Regions from separate parts of the Zea mays genome. Here regions 1 and 2 are each linked to region 3. A link is a contact called in public Hi-C data. All regions are on one chromosome and are shown on one strand. Each heading gives the region's core, a stretch centred on a gene start, on an enhancer-like site or on the middle of the called end of the contact. The rest is flanking DNA. Distances are from core to core; before and after follow the strand shown.

Region 1 (2,805 bases), core at 289-2,788, 230 kb after region 3:
CCATAGCTTGGTAGTGAAGATCAAGTGAGGTGTGTAAGCTTGTTGTAGGAAGCTATAAGATTAGTACAGTGCAAACTTGTGTTACTAACTTACTAGCTAGTTGTGTGGTTGTAAGAGAGAAACAAAGTTATTTTGTTTCCAACAAGGGCTTCCCATCAATCAATCCCAGCTTACAGCTCTGACTAGTAAATTTAGTTATTTTGCTTGTGTAAAACAACAAACAGACAATGAATGCTACATAGGTAGAGTGAGATACACACCAATGACTTCATCTGGTACCTCGACCACTGCCGCTTTTGCGTTGTAAGGACTTCCGGATTGTAAGTTCCTGACAGGTCTGGTGCGGACGAAAACCCTTTCATGATTTTCGAAAAATGCTGCTGAAGCTTCTGCATTGGGCTGCCACTCTCATCTTTGGATGAATACACTACAGATGTCCGTGCAGACTGTGCAGTGGCAGCCGAGGCCGCAGCGATAAACGCTCTTGCAACCTCTTCGGTTGTTTGAATGAGGTTTGATGTGTTGAATTTAATACCCTCTGACCCATCATTCTTGTCCACCATCCTAAATGCCTGGTAATCATGCAAGCACGGAGATTGCTATTTCAGTGGTGTGATCGAGAGAGCAGATGGTAGTCATTATTTGTTAGTCACACAACAATAGGAAACATGAAGTAGTAGCACGAAAAACTTCCAAGGTCACGTTCATGTTCCAGTTATAGCATCTATCCAACAAGCAAATTGTAAGCCATTCTATCAATGTCCGCTTTGGGTCACCTAATTCCAATCATATAAAACTCCTGCCATCCACAGAACCTTAGATGTTCACTTCTACTAAAAAAACACCAAAACATGGCAGCTAAAACGGGTAACGAACAGCATGAAACAAACTAGTGTCTCAATCTAATATGCAGCCATAAAGCCACCTAACAACCAACTGCATGTACTTTGCTAAACTAAAAGGACCCCCCACTGAGCACACATCCCACTTTTCTGAGAGAATCACACAAGAGCGATGGCGGAATCTTAAAAGCGACAGCAAATCAAACGAAAGCACATAATTCTACACTAATATCAGATTTCCCGTCGCGGAGTGACAGGGACCAGCTCTTGTGGAGAACTGGAGTCTGGAGATGCCTATTCACAGTTTCGCACGCCGCTCCCAAAGGGGAAAAAAGTTATAACGAAGTCCACACACATGGATGTCGAAATACTGTGTCAGAATTGCTAGTTGACTACTCCAAAATCCATCAATCCAGTGTTCACGCGGGTGAGGGAAATCCGCGCACTCCAACCCACCAGATGCCTCAAAAAAATTACCAGCGGCGGCCGGGTAAGCAGGAATCGAATCTAGGCCAGCAGAAGAAGAAGAAAATCGGCAAAACCACCAAGAACAAATCGCTCACCAGTGGTTCCCGCGGCGGAGATGGGCTCGACGCTTCGCCCCGCGCTGATGTCTTCCTCCTGCTGCGTGCGGCGGCGCCCAAATACGACCCGGGACCGGGATCAGGACCAGCCGGCGGATGCGATGGCCTCCTCCCTCCCTCTCCCTCTCCCTCTCCCTCTCTCCCCTATCTTCTCTTCTCCCTCTGTTTTTCCCCAGTTTAATGCTTCGATTAACTATGGCGATTCGTTATGAATCGCGCAGATTTCGTTGGGTTTGGACAGGAGAGGAGAGATTTCGAAAGCGAGTTTTTCCCGTGGCGGAGTGGGACTCTGCTGGAACTGGGGCTCGATCTGCTGCCACTGCGCGTGGGCTCGGCTCGGCCGGTCCAGTATCGCGGGGCCCAGCGATGAGGAAGCAGGGTTCTAGTTGAGTTGACCCGGACTCTGTGGCCTCCTGTGTGGGCGGGTGCTCTCCGCGCCGCGCCTTGCGACGCGTGGCCAGCTGTGAGTGGAGCCAGCAGCGTCCCCTTCTACGTTTTTCTCTGGCTACGCTGTACACGGCGGCTGCCAGGCAGGCACCAGACATGTTTTTTTTAATGTAAATTTGCTGGGATTTTTGTTCCTAGCTTATTGAATTTTGATCCGAATAGTTTACTGATTGTTTAGGCTTTTTTATTAGCTTGTCAGTCAGGCATAGAAATACGCAGGAAGAGCCCTCACCTCTCAGGCTCTCAGTGACGTACGTATAGGTATTAGGCAGTGTTCAACTAGCCTTGTTCCAGCAAACAACTTTGTTGTCTTTTGTTCACTCTGATACCCAGCAATCGATTTTTTTTGTCTTTTGCTCACTGCTTGATTAAGATAATACGGCATTGGTTTTCCAGTCGTTTTCTGCTTGGCTCCTACCGAGCATGTCATTAGGACACTAGCGGTGGTTTGCGTTCTGGAAAGATGCCCAGTATATGCATGCTTATGGTCGAGAGATTATTCGTGTTCCTATGTGCATAGAAAGTTATTTCTGTGATATTTTGTGCAGTCCATCGAGGAATTTTTATAGTGATCCATCATACACTAAAATCCAAGTGAGGACCCGATCGGCCAATGGAATGGAGTAGGCAGAAATCAAAGCGATCGTTGCTGTCACTTTTTTCACTAGAACGATGGATTGGCCTGTAATCAAGGATCCATCCATGGATACGTCAAATCGAGCTTCTGCGTTTTGACCTAATTAGTGCTGCCGTTTATTCTGGATACGAGGAGGCCAGCCAGATCTCTCGCCACAAGTCCTTTACTATTGCTACTACTACGCCACAAGTACAGTACACAATCCAGTCTGTCCAGAGCCGTTACCCTACGGTCCAGAAGCTGGATCCATCCAGGGACATGTCGGATCCGTTACTCTGACAGTTGGATGACCCGT
Region 2 (2,705 bases), core at 52-2,551, 150 kb after region 3:
GGCCGCTCCAGCCGCAGGTCGGCTCCAAGAACGAAGCAGTGCTGGCGGCGCCTCTCCTCCTGCTCGTCGTCGTCCTTGCCCATCTCCACGCCGTACGGCGACGCCGCGCCGTGCCCGTACCCGGCGACGGGGAACAGCGGCGTGGGGCCCGGCTTCGTCTCCACCCCGAGCTGCCTGAACTGCCACTGCCCCGCCGCGGCCTGCCGGTCGACCCGCTCGCCCGCGCCGTCCGAGAAGAAGGCGTGCTCGCCGACCTCCTTGGCGGCCGCGTGCCCGTACGCGTAGTCCCTCTGGTCGGCGGAGTAGTTGTAGGGCGGCGGCGGGTGCGGGTGGGTGGTCTCGAGGTGGAGGTGGAAGGGGCTCACATGCTGCGCGTGGTGGTACGCGCCGCCGCCTCCGGTTGCTCCTGGGCGTGCCGACGCCGAGTAAGGGCTACCGCCGCCGCCGCCGCCGCCTCCATACAGCGCGTGGTACGGAGACGGCGTGGCGTCGTGGGCCGGGCGGTGGTAGGACGGCGCCGGGGATGAGGTGGCGGTGGCGGTTGTGGCGGCGGCGGGGGCCGGCGCCGGGGCCGGCGTGGCCAAGGACATTTCCACAGGCTTTCTTGAACGGTTCTTGCCCCGGTGCATGTGCTTCTCGCAGTACTTGGAGTCCGGGTACGCCTCCTTGGAGCAGCGCCACTTCTTGCCGTCCGTGCGCCGGCACCGCCCGGGCTCCGGGTCCTCGTCGGCCTTCCGGGTGAAGCCCATCCCGAAGCAGCCCCAGCCCACTGCATGCGAAAGAAACCGCCACCTCAGGGCTCAGGCGCGCGCTCAGCTAAACAAAAGCCGGCAACGGGAGACGTGAACGGAAACATATTAAAAAAAATGGTAGAGGCGTACGTGAGGGTTGCGGCGGGTAGGCGAGGGACGGCGACGTGGCGAGGGCGGAGTCGAGGATGCGGCGGAGCGGCGGCATGAGGTAGGAAGGGATGGGCTTGCCGGACGCCAGGCACTTGTAGATGAGCGCCTGGTGCTCCAGCTCCTGCCACTGCGACGCCGTGAACGGGTACCGCCCCGCGGTGGCCCCGCCGCCCGCCCGGCCGCTGCTCATCATCATCATCCCCGCGCACCGCCGGCGGCCTCTTTCTCTCGCTCCTGACGAGCTTGGTAGCTTGGCTAGCTACCCTTGAGACTGTAGCGCGAGAGAAGGTGAGCGGAGCACGGCTATGCGGCCTGGCGGTAGGGGTGGCGGTAGCGTCAGCGAGCTGGTGCCGAGGGATGGCAGAAGGGTTGGAGAGTAGACGGTGGCAAGAGCGCGAGTAGCAGTGAGTCTCTTGGGCGACGTCCATGGGGAAGGGGTTTTATTTGTAGTGGGCGGCGCCCGGCAGCAGGCTGCTGTGGGTCGCACGAGCAAGCCTCGCAGGCGCCTGCGTGTGTGGGTTTGTTGGGCCGCGGAAGAGATTTGGGCCATTGGATCGACCACACGAACGACGGGCACCGGTGCTCCGACCCAACGGCCCTGCTGCGTTCCTCCAACTACTGTAACGGGCAGCACGACCGAGCAGCAGCCGTGCCCAGTCCCCCCTCACCTCGTCAACAAAGGCGAGAGCTCCGGGACGCGAATCTGGCTGCTTACGCTAACCCGTCCGTCAGGCGTCAGACACTGTAGTAGGCTGTGTTCCGTACCGCTCGCTCGGTGTCATCATGGGAGCCTGGCAGGAGCAGACGGGACGTGCCGTGCAGCATGCGGGTGGGGCGTACGACGTGTGTGAGGTGAGCGAAGCAAGGAGGGCACGCGCGGCAGCGCGACCGGTCAGTGCCTTGGACGTGATTCTCCACATGTACCGGTCAGTGTCTGGGACAGTTCTCCGGCGGCACAGGCTGCCAGCGCTGCGCAGGCCATTCACAGCCGTGACAGCATGCAGGGTGCGCGCTGCAGAATCTGCCGTGTCCGCGGCTGCTGCTGTGCCTGCATGCAGTGCTGGCTGCAGCCGCGCGACGAGAGCCGACCGGGCCCCCGCTGCTCTCACAGTCGCGTCGCACCCGCCCACCGCACGGTCCACGAGACCAGCGGCGGGTACGGACGGAGACGCGGCGACGGCGTACGCCTGCCGCGTCGCGTGTGATTGTGAGGAAATGTGAAGCAGCTGATCTACACTCGTTCACGGTTGCTTATAAGTATGTGTGTTTACAGCTCTTCGCTACTTTTTACAACACAAGTAACAGTTCTCTGGTAGCCGCCCGTGTGAAAACGGCAGGTGCAGTGAAAAGGGGAGAGCGGCAACGCTGGCTGGTGTCAGACGCTCGCCGCGGGTGGACGTGGACCGTGGACGGGCGCTGCCACTGTGCCAGTGCCACCAGGTGCAGCAGGAAGAGGAGAGGCGCGGCGGGCCTACTGTGCCAGTTCGCATTATTTCTATATTGACTGCGACTCTGCAGGCTGCAGGTAGGCGTGGCAGCGAAGCGAGGGAGCGGGAAGTCGGAGTGGAGACAGACACCGATACAGCCAGACTTCTGACACCCGCACGCAGATAGGCAGATACCTGCAGCCACCAACCCCCAACCCGCTCTCCATGACTCACCAGTCAGTCATCACCAATACTGCACTCTCGGAGGTCGGAGCGTGTTTTTTTACCTTATATTTAGGCCGCGTTTGGACGAGATAAACGTATTTAGGCCGCGTTCGCATTATCTCTATTCAGCGTGTTTGATTGCAGATATTTA
Region 3 (2,700 bases), core at 173-2,672:
TTCTTCTCCGGCGACGTGGACGAGCACGACGAGAGCGAGGGCGAGGGGGACAACAAGCCCATCGCGTCGTCCTTGCATGCCGCCGCCTCCGCGCCAGCCGGCCCAGCGGCCAGGACAGCCGCCGTGCCACCACCAGCGCCGTGGCGGCGGCCGGGCACGCCGAAATTCTCCATGGCGGTAGTGGTGGTCGTCGTCGCAGCGGGGGGCGGCACCCTCCAGAGCCCCGGCGGCACCGGGCTACCGTTGATTGGCTGCGACATGGAGCCTGGGCCTCCGCCGTAGGGCCCCGCGGGGCCGGCGCTCGTCCACATCGGGTAGCGCGCCGGCGGCGGGGGCGGCAACTGCAGCGGCGCGGGGTAGTCGAAGCGGCCGCCGCCGCCGCCGCCGAGGTGGTGCTGCTGCTGCTGGTGGTAGTTGAAGAGGCCGTACATGTGGCCGGGCACGTAGCGGTGCATGGCGAGGGAGGCCTGGAGGTGGGCCCGCTTGGCGTGCTGCCGCTCGCGCTTGTGCGCGTTCTGGTGCCCGCCCAGCGCCTGCGACGTCGGGAAGTTGCGGCAGCAGTAGTGGCACTCGAACTTCCTGTCGGCGCCGCCGCTCTTGTTGGCTCCGTTGTTGCTCTCGGACGTGATCGAGCTGCCGTTGGCGGCGTCGGGGGAGTCGGCGGCCGCGCCGGCGTCCTGGCGGTGCTGCTGCTGCTGCTTGGCCTGCCGCTGCTGCTGGTCGTCGTTGGAGAAGTCGCAGCCGAAGAGCCGGATGGTGGCGTCCCTCGGCTGCGCCGGAGCCGGGGGCGGGGCCGGCCGGATGAACGGCAGCTGCGAGAAGGAGTCGACGCTGCGCACCTCCTGCGGCTTCGCCATGGCCGCCGGCTCCGAGCTAGACGCTGCCGCGTGCGCCCCCCAAGAATTCTAGCTTAGCTAATTAAGGTAGCCGCTCGTCGTAGGTTGTGAGGCGACAAGCGGCAAGCTTGGTAGTATATATTTCTGTGTGTATATATGTGGGTGTGAGCTCGAGAATTTGGCTACGAGTTGGTGCGGTTTTAAGGGGGCGGCCGGGATGGGCGCCGTGACTGAGGTCGGATCGGAGAGCAAAGAGACGCGGGCCGGGGACCATGCAAGTAGGAGCCAGCCGATCGGGAGAGGAGACGACGACGACTCTAGGCTCGCCTAAAGCTCCCTGCCTCTCGCCACCAAGTACAGATGCATGGCAGTTGTTGCAGCTGCTGTGGTTGTGCCCTGGCTGGCCTGCTCTCGCTCTGCCGGTGCGTGTGCTAGCTATATAGCTATAGCTATTAATAGTCTCCTCTCATCCTCTGCTAGCTAGAAAATGTGTTAAGCAATTTTTTGTTGTTAAAAATGGCATGCAAGCTAGCTCAGTCTCCGCCATCTATCCATCGCTCTCCTCAGTACGTCCTCTGGATTGGCTCGAGGGTTTCTTTATGGGAGGTTGGCTTCTTTGGAACATATTGAGAGGCGCGGAGGCCACTGACCACAGGCCGGTGGTCCTCCTGGGGACGGCGACGTGCTTGCCCCTGCCTGCCCTTGTGTGCTGTTGCGTACTGTCCCGCCGCTGCTCATGCATGCTACATGACTACTGCATGCCAAGTTGTTGGAGCATGTGAACAGTTGCAAATTGCCACGTACGTACCTCTGATCTACTGGGTGGGAAAACCGCGAACGTCTTCTACTACCTTTTCTCACCCTTCTTCTTGGTAGAGCTGGTGATCGACCACAAGTTCCTCTCTTCAAATTTTTGCCGCGGGCTTTAATGCTTGGACGGGACTGCATGTATCGGCGAGCATTTTCAAGTCCAATGGCGCGTAAAAGCTAGCCGTGATCCAATCCAAGTGCAGTGTCTGCACTGCAGACATTTGAGCCTGCAGGGTACGTACGCGCGCGCGGTCGTCCGGCCGTCTGGGTGAAGTACATGCATGGCCAGCATCTACCGGTGTACATCGTCATGGCGACAGTGGAATAAAATCTTCTGCGTCTATCTCTTACGTTGCTGGTGCAGCTAGGCTTTTTACAGGCGGGCAGACGGATGGATCATGCATGGATCGATCGTCGCCGCCTGGGGCGGCCGGTCCATTTACAAACCGTCTCACCCGGCAGGGTAACCCTGCGCGGCCTGACACGAGTTCGTTGTTGTGCGGTTAAAAAAGGCTCCTTCGTGCATGCACGGACGGACGGGATATATGCCTGAGCCGCATGCTTGTCAGCAAAAGTAGAGCAGCATGGAGACGGGCCGAAAAGGCGTGGCGACGAAGAGAGCACAACCGCGCTGCGATGCGATGCGACGCGACGCGACAGACGAAAGCGGCAACACCTTCCCTTCTTCTTCGAGCGGTAGCATTAGCATATGCCTGCTACGGCTCGGCTGTACGTGCACGCCCTCCAACGCCAGGCAGCCGTGTGTACAGTAGAGCGCGTGCGTCCACGGCGACGGCGACGCGCTCCCCCTGCTGGCGGCAGCACTCCGGTGCGCGCCGCTGTCGCGGGCCGCGCTGCCACTCGATCTCACCTCCCCCTTCCCCCCTTTGCCCTGCAGCCCCACGCCCGAGATCTTGCAGGCGACGGCCAAATATTCTCGACCGGGACGGAGGCTCCTGTCGTCTATCTCCAAAACAACCGAGTATTTTTTTTATTTATTTAGCATTATTCGAAGGCTAAAAAACAGTCACGGGCGCGCGCCACGCAGGCTCTA

The links. A called contact is a pair of places that touch in the nucleus more often than the background predicts.
Region 1: a contact with region 3 is called in a Hi-C map of leaf, with 7 times the contacts expected there. The contact joins the promoter of LOC100216636 here to the promoter of LOC100275474 in region 3. A contact is called at or near these places in 10 of 25 Hi-C or Micro-C datasets (bundle sheath, ear, endosperm and 3 more).
Region 2: a Hi-C map of ear shows a contact between it and region 3, with 3 times the contacts expected there. The contact joins the promoter of LOC100101536 here to the promoter of LOC100275474 in region 3. A contact is called at or near these places in 3 of 25 Hi-C or Micro-C datasets (ear, leaf and tassel).

What each region holds. Positions count from the first base shown.
Region 1 is chr4:182,089,049-182,091,853 of Zm-B73-REFERENCE-NAM-5.0, reverse strand. LOC100216636 reads right to left here and starts at 1,538. Exons shown (of 20, transcript NM_001360066.1): 1 at 1,406-1,538; 2 at 261-572. The coding sequence starts at 563.
Region 2 is chr4:182,166,788-182,169,492 of Zm-B73-REFERENCE-NAM-5.0, reverse strand. It overlaps LOC100101536 (growth-regulating factor 3-like), which reads right to left and starts at 1,301. Exons shown (of 3, transcript NM_001112552.2): 1 at 882-1,301; 2 at 1-769. The coding sequence starts at 1,101.
Region 3 is chr4:182,320,093-182,322,792 of Zm-B73-REFERENCE-NAM-5.0, reverse strand. It overlaps LOC100275474, which reads right to left and starts at 1,422. Exons shown (of 1, transcript NM_001149539.2): 1 at 1-1,422. The coding sequence starts at 857.